Regions from separate parts of the Mus musculus genome. Here region 1 is linked to region 2. A link is a contact called in public promoter capture Hi-C data. All regions are on one chromosome and are shown on one strand. Each heading gives the region's core, a stretch centred on a gene start, on an enhancer-like site or on the middle of the called end of the contact. The rest is flanking DNA. Distances are from core to core; before and after follow the strand shown. Region 1 holds the start of Tmod3 (tropomodulin 3). Region 2 holds the start of Arpp19 (cAMP-regulated phosphoprotein 19).

The links. Promoter capture Hi-C pulls out the DNA fragments that hold promoters and counts their contacts.
Region 1: a promoter capture Hi-C map of erythroid cells shows a contact between it and region 2, with 19 times the contacts expected there. The contact joins the promoter of Tmod3 here to the promoter of Arpp19 in region 2. A contact is called at or near these places in 13 of 39 promoter capture datasets (the 3T3-L1 cell line, the C10 cell line, the HPC-7 cell line and 8 more), 8 of 484 Hi-C or Micro-C datasets (CD4 T cells, CD8 T cells, Th1 cells and 5 more), 4 of 115 datasets of contacts at active chromatin or transcription factors (the 230-238 cell line, effector CD8 T cells, large pre-B cells and 1 more) and 3 of 9 other capture datasets (embryonic stem cells, macrophages and pancreatic islet).

The regions. Positions count from the first base shown.
Region 1 is chr9:75,558,367-75,564,907 of GRCm38.p6, reverse strand. Tmod3 (tropomodulin 3) reads left to right here and starts at 5,251. Exons shown (of 10, transcript NM_016963.2): 1 at 5,251-5,408.
Region 2 is chr9:75,033,376-75,040,105 of GRCm38.p6, reverse strand. Arpp19 (cAMP-regulated phosphoprotein 19) reads right to left here and starts at 2,374. Exons shown (of 3, transcript NM_021548.4): 1 at 2,145-2,374. The coding sequence starts at 2,189. It overlaps Gm51714 (a long non-coding RNA gene), which reads left to right. Exons shown (of 2, transcript XR_003948357.1): 1 at 1-1,539; 2 at 1,639-2,862.

The sequences.
Region 1 (6,541 bases), core at 4,002-6,501, 520 kb before region 2:
ACATGAAACCTTGTCCCTTTGAATCTGTGGCTGGATTTGTCTGGATTTGCTGTTTTGTAGGCACCAGCTTTTGGATTCGGCACTCAACCCTTAAATGACCCCTTGACTTGGGGATCTCTTGTGTTTGGACTTTGTTAAGGAAATGTCCCCTCCTTATGGGACTGTTTCATAGTTCAGCTTTTTCTAGGACTAAAAGAAATGGTAGCCCATACCCTGTCTTCCTTCTTTGGTAGTCATCCAAGAAACTCATTATTTTGTATGCTAATAAAAAGAGAATCATGAAGACCAGATGCCTATAGTCTCTAGCAAGTATTCCTTATGTCCAGGGCCTCAGTGGGGACCAGATGAATAGGTAATTGAATAAGGTTGGTCTAGACAATAGACGATGGAAGGAAAGCACGCAGGTCCTTGGCTTGGCACATATGAAGGTAGGAGGGGGGTTCTATATATCTTAGAAACCCAAGCTTATCAAGCCCAAGCAAATTTCAAAAAACTGTAATATCCAATATAATAATGGCTTGTAACAGCCAGCTGGAGTATGAGGTTGGTTCTTGGTCCTCTGGCATTTGCAGGAATCTGTATTAGCTGCACCTCTAGAAGAGCCATGATAGAGCCCCTGCTTAAAATTGACATGGGGGAATTTCAGCTGTTGATATTGGAGGAACGGGAGTAATGAATGGCATTTGAGTTGTGTGGTAAAACATGAGGAGTCACTTAGCAAGTAGACCTGGGGTGATGGAAAAGGGCATTTCAGGCCAAGGAGTTTTCTGGAAAGCTGTTCCTAAATCTGTGCATACCAGCCACGGTGCTGCTCTCCCCTCCCTCCGCTTTAACCAACTCCACGGCCCCAGAATGAAATCCTTTCTTCTAGTTGTTGGTCTACAGTTCAAATTCTCACAGCTTTTCTTGCAAACTGGGTCCTTAAAAACTGCTCATATACCCAAGGGAAGCTGTTTCCTGAAGGAACCTTTTGATAAAGAGCAAATGGCCGCTGGTATTAATTTGCTTGTGATGACTCACTAAGGCACAGACTTTATGAGCTGCTCTGGCTGGAGGCAGGAAGATAACACTAATGAGGGCAGAAGTAGGATGGCAGTATCGGCTTATCAATCACTTTCACTCTGTCCTCTTTGTGTGTGTGCATGCACGATCGAGGATCAGCCTTGAGTATTCCTCAGATGCCGTCTTTTTTTTTTTTTGAGGTGTCTGTGGTGGGGGCATTTAAAATAGGGGCTCACTGTGTAGCCCAGGCTGTCTTGGAACTCACGCTTTAGACCAGGTTGGCCTTGAACCTCCTACCTGACTCCTGAGTGCTGAGATTAAAAGCCTATGTCACCACTGCCCATCAAAAGTCATCTTTAAAAAACAGAAAGGAAGGGGGAAGGGAGGGAGGGAGGAAGGGAAGGAAGGAGGGAGGGAGGGAGGGAAGGAGGGAGGGAGGGAGGAAGGAAAGATTTATTTACATGTATTTATGTGTGCCTGAGTGTGTATGGACACCACATATGTGCCTGTGGAGGCCAGTAGAGGGCATTAGGTCCCCTGCTCTTAACCACTAAACCACTTCTCCAGCCTTCCATGCCCACTGATGCCTGCCCTGGAGCTCACTGAGTCCGTTAGGCTGGCTGGCCAGAAGAGTCCAAAGCCTGGTGACATGAGTTAATTTCCCGGAATGATGGGAGGAGCAAACCAGCCCACCTTCTTTTTTTCAGAGCAGAATAACCAGGATACTAACAAGCGTGAACGCAGAACTGTCAAAGGAGACAAATGTGTGGTGCGTGACAGTAACGCTGGGATCTGAGAAGTGAGACCAGGAGGATCAACAGTTCAAGGCCAGACTCGGCTACATAATGAATTTGAGGCCACTCTGAGCTACATGAGACCTTCTCCCTCCCCCCCAAAAAAAATGACATACAAAATGGGCTGGAGAGATGGTTTAGCAGTTAAGTGCCTTCTACCCTTGCAGAACATGGGTCCAATTCCCAGCACCCACATTTGGCTGCTCCCAAGTGCCTATAGCTTCAGTTCTATGAGACCCACAATCTTCTTCTGGCCTGTACATACGTGGTGCACATAAACATGCAGGCACACATACATAAACATCAACAGTAAATCACGTTTTTGTTTTGTCTTGTTTTAAAATATCATACACATGAACTGTCAAAGAATCCAAATTATCTATCCATTCAAAATGCTGCCTCTTCTGGAATTTCTTGGAGAAGATTTTTCATATTCTTTAAGACTGGGCACAGATTATCATATTTTAAAGAATTTGATGAGATCTAGGAGACATGTTGGTCTAACCAGCAGTTAAAAAGTAGGCTAGAATTTGAGTGAGTATGTGCTTCATTTTTGATCTATAATTAGTAACTGGTCATTTGACTTTATGCAAATTAACTCTCAATTCTTCATTTTTTATTTTCACATTTAAAACCTGAGGATATTAGTTCTGTCTTTATAGGGTTGTTTCGAAGTTCCATGAGATATTACGAATGCTGGTCAGTGCTTGGTGTGTATTGGATATTCAATAAATATTAATTCAACCTGGGCATTGTAGGAAAATTCTTTCAGAAACAAGCTCCTGAATATTTTAATTTATGAGATTTCTCTTAGCCAGGTAGGTGGTTGCACACCTGTAATCCTAGCCCTGGGAGACTAAGAGAGATTTCTTTGTGGCCAGCCTGGTCTAATAGGGAGTGTCAGAGCAGCCAGATTATGTAGCAAGACCTTGTCTCAAATGAATACACAAATTATAAATATATATATATGTCTTAGTCAGGGTTTCTATTCCTGCACAAACATCAAGACCAAAAAGCAGTTGGGGAGGAAAGGGTTTATTCAGCTTACACTTCCATACTGCTGTTTATCACCAAGGAAGTCAGGACTGGAACTCAAGCAGGTCAGGAAGCAGGAGCTGATGCAGAGGCCATGGAGGGATGTTCTTTACTGGCTTGCTTCCCCTGGCTTGCTCAGCCTGCTCTCTTATAAAACCAAGACTACCAGCTCAGGGATGGTCCCACCCACAAGGGGCCTTTCCCACTTGATCACTAATTGAGAAAATGCCTTATAGTTGGATCTCATGGAGGCATTTCCTCAACTGAAACTCCTTTCTCTGTGATAACTCCAGCTGTGTCAAGTTGACACACAAAACCAGCCAGTACTACATATATATATATGTATGTATGTATGGAGGGGGGGGGACAGACAGAGATGGGAGGGAAGGAGGGACAAAGAAAGAAGATATAGAAGAAGAAAGAGAGGAGAGGAGGGAGAGAAAAGAGTGGAGGGAGGGAAGGAGGGAGGGAGGGAGAGAGAGAGAGAAAGAGATTGAGATTTTCCAGATTATCCGTGATATTCAGTGAGTGTCAGCAGCACAAATCCGGAGTGTTTACTTAACCAGGGGTGCTCCCGCCCTGAGAGGAAGAAGTAGATGCCAGAAATAGATGCCAGGAGAAACTAACCATTGGGTGACTCCCTATTCTGGGTGTAACTGGAATGTACCTCAAGCATGCTCTCCAGTCCTCTTCTGGGCTGCTTTTTTTCTTTTTTTTTTTTTTAATTATCAAGATAGAACACGATTCCTACCCATGCTGATGTCCGTGCTGATGCTCATGATGATGCCTGTGCCCCGTGCCGATGCCCGTGCTGATGCCCATGCCCCGTGCCGATGCCCATGCTGATCTCCATGCCGATGCCCATGCCCCATGCTGATGCCCATGCAGATGCCCATGCTGCTGATGCCCGTGCCAATCATGCCCATTATGCAGAACATCATTAAACGGTCCTCCAAGGTCATCTTCACCTAACTCCATCCCCTCCTTTCCCTCCTTTGACTAGTTGCTTCTCCAGTTTACTCTCTCTCACATTAGCCTAATCGCACTGCCTGTTGTAGAACACAAAGTTGGAACGGGAAGATGGGATGGAGCAGGAAAATGGGCACATGCTGTCTACCAGGTGATTAGAAACAGCATCTGTTAAAAACCACTGCCTTGCTTGGACCCATAAGATAACTAAAAACAGAGTAACCCCTAACATCTATGCTTTCATTTTGTGTCTGCCTTCCTGTTTTGGGTTGCCTAGGTACCTCTGCATGTGGACATATTTACCATTCAAGGACTTCTCTCATGGTCCTTCAGGATAAAGGCATAAAACTAAAGTATGAGAGACATCTTAGAGTCAGCTTTTACAATTACTCCTCAAAGGCACCTGTGGTCACTTTGGATTCCATGAAAATGGTCAGTTACCCATCCCATCCATGGTGGGGAGGATGCATCTTGGAACATGAGCACTTATCCTCTGAGAATGACATTGCCCCCTCAGGCAAAAGGGACTCTTGGGAACAACTTGCAGAACCAGTCTTAAAGAATGACCAGCCAGGACACATTGTGACCAGGATTGCTCAATTATACATACAAGAATGCTTCCTGCCCCAGTTGCTCTGCTTAAATCTAAAGCTCATATGGGCTTATTGACTTCTTTATCTGATCCTTTCCTAGGTGTGTGCATTAATGAAATATATCTCTGCTTCTCACCTTTACTCCTTTGTTTAGTTAGAGGCACCACACCTTGGTGCGATTTATGACCTTTTCTGCCATAAATTGCTTTAAAAAGACAAAACAAAACAAAACAAAACAAAACAAAACCCAAACCAAAAAAACCTCATGTAGCCCAGACTGGCCTTGAACTCTGTATGTAACTGACTGATAAACTTCTGGTACCCCTCCCTCTGCTTCAATTGCTGGGATCTGAGATTACAGGCATGTAACACCACATCCAATTTATACATTATTTGGAATTAAATCTAGGGCTTTGTGTATGCTTGTGTAAGCACCCTACCAACTGTGCTACGATCCCAGTTCCTTAGCTTTTATCTGTCTTCCATGACAAGTTTGAAAGGCTTTCCCATTATCACGCTCTCCCATTAGTAACCAAGGGATTAAGAAAAGCCTTACTCTGTATTATTTGTTTACAAAAGGCCCACCATGCAAGAAGGAAATGTATTACCCAAAAAAAAAAAAAAAAAAAAAAAAAAAGCCTATAGATAGGCTTTCTACCTTCCAGAGGGTCACGGGCAGGTACATATACAGGAGCAGAAAGCATTTTTCTCAGCCTAGTGTCTGTACCCTCTTATAACAACACCCTTCCCATTGTAAAGGACCAGGTCCGTATGTATGGAGCCGCACCCTTCTCCCTTGAACTACAACTCCCAGCATGCAGTCTGCCCCACGAGTACGCACGCGCGTGGGAGGGGACAGTGAAGGGGAACCAGCAATACAGACAGCGCGGTCGGGTTTAGGGGCAGCTGGCGGGAGGATTCGGCAACTCCCTGAACTTGAGGCACCGCGGAGTGTGGGCGCCGGGAAGAGCGATTCAAACCTTGCGGACTGTGCAGTGGGTCGGCGGCCAGACAGGTGAGTTCAGCCCAGTGCTTTCCAGGAAGTCCGTCGGCGGGCGCGGCAGCGGGTCGCTCCGGCCTGGGCGACTAAGAAGGGAGCGGCTGTGCTTCCTGCGCCTTGCCCGCGGGCCTCGCTAGAGAGCAGAGGGTGCCGGGCCGTTCTGGGACGGCGAGCTGTGCTGGGTGTCGCCCGCGGCCAGGCGCGCAGGCTCTGGGCTGGGGTTGAGTCACTTGTGGCCGGCCAGCAGGGGTTCGGAACCGGCCGCCTGGGATTCGGGGCCGCCACTAGTATTTGAGACCGGTCTCCTGGAGTTCGGGACTGTCTACGTAGGGTTTGGGGTTTGGCTGTCTGGGTTTGGGACCGGCCGGTGCTCCGGAACCGGCGTAGCTGGGAAGCTGTCTGAGAAGCGCCTTGCCTTGCCGCCCCTCTACCCCAGCCTTCATCTCGCTGCCTGGCTGTTGTTGGATGAGAGGAAACCCACAAAACTTGGGACACACCCTTTTTGTGATTGAAATCTGGTGTCTTGCATTGGCCATTTTGCTTATCTGCTCTGCCCTGCCTTAGAATAAGTTTCTGGCTCCTGTGCAGCACAGCTGGGGCCAGCTGTGAAGCTGATGCGGGTTTGTTTTGAGGACGTGACTGGGTCGTTGTATCTTCGCTTACAGAAGTTGATGCGTTTCCTCCGCAAGTCTGCATTCTGATTACAAACAGAAATGGGAAACAGCCCCAATTTTTACTTTCCTTTTCTTTCTCGACTCTTTCCCTCTCTCTTCTCTGTTTAAGAATCCCCTTTCCCCTTTCGAATCCTACCACACACACACCCCACCCACGTTCCCTTTCTACTCTCCCATCCAACCCACCCCCCTCTTTCTTGTCTTCTAAGAATCACATTCCCAACTTGACCTCTGCTTCTCTTTAAAAAAAAAAAAAAAAAAAAAAAAAAACCCAAAAACCACAGTCATCTCTTTGGTAATGAACACTGCAGTAAAACTTATCCCAGGAGGTCATACTTAAACAGGAAATGAGCCTGTGGAGATTTGCTGGCTATGAGCAGTCTTCTTTGGTTTCTGACATTTAGTGCAGTTCATGTTTCTTTTTCTGAAAAACTTCGGAATAGGTTTTTTTTTTTGCATATTAAATTGATTAAT
Region 2 (6,730 bases), core at 1,125-3,624:
TTAAAGGCCAGCCAGGACTACAGAGTGAGCCTCTTCCTAAAAAAATAATTAAACAGGGGCCAGCAAGATGACTCAGTGGGTACAGACTCTAGCCACCAATTCTTACAATCCAAGTTCAATCCGGAACTCTCATGGTGGAAGGAGAAAACAGACCCCCCACAGGCTGTTTTCTGATCTCTATACAGATACCCCCAACACACAACAAATTTTTTAGAAAGAAAATTATCCACCACACTACTAGGTAGCAAATTCAAACTGAGCTTCATTTCAGCGTACTTAGGAAAAGACAGACAGACATGGCCTTTGAGTTCCTAAATCCAAAGCAGTTATAAACATACCAAAAACTTTGCAATATGAACAGGTAATATTTAAGATTATTGCTAAAAAAACCTGTAACCTTTAAACTATATGCATTGGGCTGGGGGGGGGGGGGCTTCAAAAAAATCTATTGCTCAGCTGGGCCTCGTGGCACAGGCACAGGCTTGTAACCTGAGTCACCTGGTGTCTGCGCCTAGAGGATCCCAAATTCAAAGCCTGGCTGGACTACAAAGTGAGTTCAAGTTGCCTGGGCAACTTAGTGAAATCATTTCAAAGCTGAAATCAGGAAGGTGAGGGCCAGCATGGTTATAGATCAATAGTTTCAGGGCTATCCTCTCTAGGTAACCGAGCTACACCAGCCCCAGTCTCAAAAAGACAAAAGAGGGGCTGGGCATAGTCAGTCAGAAAGTGTTTGCTTGCACACACATAATTCTCCCTCTCATGCTGTTTCACAAAAATGGGGGGAGCGGGAACCCCAGGAATAGAGCTCAGTGTCCCAGAGGTCCTACTACAGAAGGAAGGAAGGAAGGAAAGGAAGGAAGGAAGGAAGGAAGGAAGGGAGGAAGGAGGGAGAGAGGAAGGGAGGGAAGAAAGGATAAATCCTTCGTTTTGCAAAGTATAATATGACACAACATTATAACTGCCTACTGTTTTTATTATCCTTGTTTTCCTTCTTTTCGCCAGTTAACTTACAATTACTATCAGAAGAGAACTATGACAATGGAAGAAATAATAAAGGGTAAGTTGACATGATTAGAATATATGGAATGAGCAAAACCCACTAATCTACAGTGCAACATTAGTATAAGGATTACGTTTAAACATTAGACCAAATTCCATATACAGTAAAGCAGTTTGGTATTAATTATCAATCAATTAATAAATTTTGAGACAGGATTTCATTATGTACTTCCAGCTGGCCTGGGACTCACAAAATTCCTCTAGCTTCTGCCTGAGTACTGGGATTAAAGGCCCAATTTGGGATTTTTTGTTTGTTTTTAAAGAAAAATTGTTGGGAACTCATGACTTTTCTCCTTTGTTAGCTAACTGACTCCATGTACCCTGGAAGTCAAAGCATCATAATAATTACGACGGAATGGGCAGGCACTACATAAGCATACAGGCCTCAAACTCGTAGGTGTGCTGCTAGCACATTTCCCTTCAACAGAGACATACAAATGAGCTGACAAATATATCCCCATGATTCGAGAAATATCTAAGGTAGTGAAATTTCCTAAAGCTCCAATTCTCGATTTTTAGTCAAGTGCCACATGCAAAGCCCATCAGCTAGCTTTTTTTTTTTTTTTTTTTTTTGAGCAGAAGTTGTGCTGGGTTTTTCGTTTGGGCCTCACAGCCGTCGCGGGACGTAGGTACTATTACCGGGACTTTACCGATAAGAAGACTGAAGCCCAAAGGGTTCAGGAAAGAGATCACGAGGCCACACAACTCACAACCCTAATAACCGAGCCCTGCATCGCTGCCTGAATGGAGACACCACCTTAAAGAGTTCCCTGCAAGCTCACAAGTGGCCCGAGCGCTTCCGGAGGGACAACGTCCTGAGCAAATCAAAGCCCACTACAGAACCTGGGTCCCTAACATGGGCCGGAGTCCTAGCTGCCTGGTACACTTGGGTGCTACACCGAGGCTCGGGAGCGGATCGGTTCCTTTCCACTCGCCAGGGCCCTCCCCGGTTGCGGGAGGAGCCGTCGGCGGAGGGCTCCAGGCCGCCCTCGCTCCCGCGGGCCCGCCAGCCAAGGTTCCCGCCACACCAGGTCCCGCGGATCCCGCGGGTCTCGAGGGTTCCCCGGGTCCTCCGGCACACTCACCTTTTGCTCCTCCGCAGACGCTGCCTCGGGGACTTCCGCGGACATGGTGCTCCTTCTGCAGAAGAGACGCCGGGAGAAGACAGATTACCGGGAGGCAAGACCGCCCGCCACCTTCTGCCTGCCCCGCTGCCCGCCGGGCCGGCGGCTACCGCCGCCTTGTGACGACACGGGCCCCGGGCTCCCGCCCGCCGTAGCTCCCGCAGCCCAGGCCCGCCAGGCTCCCGCGCCGCGCCCTTACCTACCTATCCCCGCGCCTCCGGCCCTGCGACGCCCGAGCACTTCCTCTTTCCCTCAAAGGTTGCGGCTCGCGCCTCACCTCACTTCCGTCCATGGGCGCACAGTGCTTCCTGGGAATTGTAGTTGGTCTGTGGCGCTGTGTTCCCCCTCCCCTCCACTTCCCCCGCCTTTCCAGACAACCCTGACCTCCTATTTAGTCCTCTGCTTGCTTGGCAGTACCTCTGCTTCAGTTTAACCCCATCCATCTTTACTTCCTCTGTTCTCTAACCTTGCCTCAGCGCCACCTTTTCTTCTTAGATCAACCTCTTCAAGCTACCACTGCTCCGGAGAGTTCTACAACAAGCACAGCACCATTACACAGGAATTGTGATTACTTTAGTAATGTCACCATTCCTCTTCATGTTAGCCACAGCAGGGAAGAAGTCAATATTTTACTCCCAGACCTTGATATTTCCCATGCAATAAATCACTGATAAATCAATTCAGCTTCCATTCCTTGCTCTCCCACGGCAGTCAGCTCAAAACATTGATTTTCAAAGCAATGATTTTCTTAACTGTCAAGTCCGTAGCTTCATATTTATTCGTCATTCTACTAAGCATCTTATAGCTGCTGGCACATTTGGTTCCAAGGAAATGTCCCTTAGAAATCTGGGGCTAAGGCAGACTTATATAGTTAACTAGTAAGAATCAGAAGGCAATGCAAGCAGTTCTGGAAGACAGGAGAACAATCAAAACCTCAGAGTCATTGGATATGGAATGTGGAAGACATCAAAATCAAAGCTGAGCCCTCTGGCATAGGACTGTAATCCCAGCTGTCTGGGAGGCTGAAGCGGAAGTGTGGCAAGTTTATGTATGCTTAGGTTATAGAGTAAATCAAAGGCCACCCTGGGGGATTTAGTGAGGCCCTGGCACAGTGGTAGAGAGTTTGCTTAGCACGGGCAAGTCCCTGCATTCAATCTCTCTCTCTCTCTCTCTCTCTCTCTCTCTCTCTCTCTCTCTCTCTCTCTCTCACACACACACACACAGAGAGAGAGAGAGAGAGAGAGAGAGAGAGCTTGGAAGTTGGCTCAGTAGCAGATGGATGGGTTGCCTGGAATGACTGTCCCTGCGTTTGACTCCAAGCAGCAGATTAAACAAGTATAGTGGTGCAATGCTTGAAGTCCTAGGACTGGGGAGGTAGAGGCAGAAGGATCAAGAAGTTCAAAGTTATCCTCAGCTTGAGTTTGAGGCTAGCCTGGGCTATGTGAGGCCCCGTGTCAAAAGTAAACTAAAACAAGACAACAACAATAACAATTACAAAGGCCAAGCAAACCCAAAACCCCAGCATGTGCAGAATTTCAGACAGGAAGTCTTGACTGATACTTCAGTTTGAAAAACAAAACGATTAAGAGTTCTTGTTGGAGAAGGAAGGAAAGGGTTAACCAGCCAAGTAACAATTTAAGATAAAAGGGTTTAAGAGGCTAACTCTTGGACAAAGATATCCCTTGAGAATGGCTCAGTTTGTCCCCAAATCAACTGTAGTTCCAGGACTTTGCAACCTGTAATCCCGGAACTTTCCAAGTGGAGAGAGGGAGAGAGGAACTTCAGTTCAAGGCCAGTTTCAGCTAGGTATGAATTCAAGCCCAGCCTAAACTACATGAAGGCGAGTCGCCAAAACCAAAACTCAACAACAACAGCAGCAGCATATTTGTTACCATTCTATACTGACAAATTAACCTTCTGTGCTTCCCTACAACTCTGCTGTATGGGGGTGGGGAGAGAGGGAATCAAAGTATTTTTTTTTCTAGCTGTTCTAGAACTCACAGAAATCTGCCTGCCTGCATGTGTCACTGTTCCTGGCTCTTTTGTTCCAGACAGGGTCTCACTCTGGCCTCAGTCACAGCAAACCTCCTGCTTTAGCCTCTCAGTGTTTTTCACTTGAGTAGACCTGTATAGAGAAGGAGACTGTACTAGTCAGGCTAGTGGACACAGCTAACTAATATTTTTATTAATAAAATACTATACATTATATGAATATGAGTAAATTTGGGGTTAAAATGTAACAAGGGACACAGGAGAAATGTATGTGTAAAGAAATCTGTTCCTGGGCTGGAGAGATGGCTCAGCAGCTAAGAACATTGACTGCTCTTCCAAAGGTCCTTGAGTTCAATTCTCAGCAACCACATGATAACTCACCACCATCTGTAATGGGATCCGATGCCCTCTTCTGGTGTGTCTGTAGACAGCAACAATGTACTCACATCAAATAAATAAATCTTTTTAAAAAAGAAATCTGTTCCTAAAATGAATAAAAATATCTATATAAAAATGATAAACTGATAACCACTGTTCCAAAAATTGACTTCTAAGCATCATTGAACCCTAATGATACAGCAATTCTGTAACTCTATTGTCTGCTGTACAAATAAATGTATTAACAATAAAAATTCGCCGGGCAGTGGTGGTGCACGCCTATAATCCCAGCACTTGGGAGGCAGAGGCAGGTGGATTTCTGAGTTCGAGGTCAGCCTGGTCTACAAAGTGAGTTCCAGGACAGCCAGGGCTACACAGAGAAACCCTGTTTTGAAAAACCAAAAGAAACAAACAAAAAAAACCAATAAAAATTCTCTGCAAGTTTTAGCTGCAGAGAGAGAGAGAGAGAGAGAGAGAGAGAGAGAGCAGGCAGACAGAGAAGAAAGGGAAACAAAGACAGAAAATCAATATATATTTACTCCTAAAATAGATAACAACATTCCTGTCAGGGCAAATCTGAATTTTGGGGAGACAGGCTGAGCAAATGGAAAATTCCTCAGGGGCAAAGTCCTGTTTTGTGGAACTATCTGATAAGCCATTCTTCCTCCAGTAACACTGCCAACAAGAGCCATAAAGCCTGCCTCTGGTCCCAGTGCAATGCTCACCCACATGAGGAGAAAAGAAGGTGTTAAGTGTGGTGGTGCACATCTGTAATCACAACACGAGAGAAGCAGAGCAGGAGGATCAAGAAGTCAAGGCCATCCTGAGCAACAGAGCAAGTTTGAGCTAGCTTGGGTTTCCTGAGTCCCACCTCTAAACAAAGAAACATTCTCTGTCCCTGTGTTACCCTACAGCAGTGTTCCAACCTAAGAAAAGAGGAAATAGAAGCCAGGAAATATGGACATGGAGATTTTGCCCTGTGCCCAAGATACCAGAACTGGGAGCGAGAAGGGCCGGCGTTTGGAGGCAGGCCATTTTCACTCCCAGTGGTATATTCTGTAGGAAGCTGGAACTGAACAAAGCAGCTTTAGACAGACCTCAGTTCCCAGAGGCTGTTAGAACACTATTCAGCACCACCATAACTCGTGTACTTTAATCTTTAAGACTGCACGCACTGAGCTGCAGTGCTCCATTGCCCAAAATGCTCTCCTCTGATCCCTAGATAGTGGTCATTCCTCCCCACTCCCCTTTCTGTTTAAAGCCAGGGAGGGACTTAACTATGCAGCTCCACAAGATGGACTCATAGTTGGGAGTATAGCTCAAGTCTGGCCTCAAGTGAAATGACCCTTCCTCCTATGACTGATTCCTGGTGTAACCAAAATTTCAAGTCAGTCGACCAAGAAACAGCAATGGGTTCAAGGAAATACGGTTCTGTTTCTGTTGCTGGTATTTTTCTCCATCTGGACTGCAGCTACCTACAACTTATAGAAAGCATGAAACACAACGCAAAGCATCTGCATCTGTCGACACAGCTATACATTATTAAAATTCCTCCTCTGGTGTTTAAGAATCTGGGCTGTTCTGGCCCCCAGCATTGGATTTTCTCTACATTTTCATTCTTTATGGTCCTTGCATGCCCTATCACAGGCCTGGCTCGTCATTCCTCGTTCTGCCCTGTCCCTTAACCTCTTTTGTTGAGTCTCTATTTAAAAGTTTACTTTTTGAGATGAGTGGTCTCAGTCTATAGTTTAGGTTGCTCTTGAACTCATGATAATTCAGGGTTCCCCTTTCTTCAGTCTCCCAGATGTTGGTATTACAAATAGACCTGGCTTTATCCACTGCTGAACAAGAGGATTTGGGGGCCGATGGGATGGCTTCATAGGTAAAGCAAGCACCTGAACCCGAGCCTGACTTGATTATGATGTCGTCCCTTGAACCCCAATCTTTCTTTCTTTCCTCTAATTGCATACTCTTCCTGGGGTCACGCCCATCTGAGGACCCTGAGCTGCCATCAATCCAGAGCAAAGCAGTTCCATAGCACTTTCTGTGATGATGTGGTATTCTACGTTTGTGTTCCCCGATACACCAGCTACTAAGCATGTAGTGCTAACCGCCACTGAGCATTTAATGTGGCTAGTACAAGAACTGAATGCTTAAAGAATTAGCCAGAGATTAGA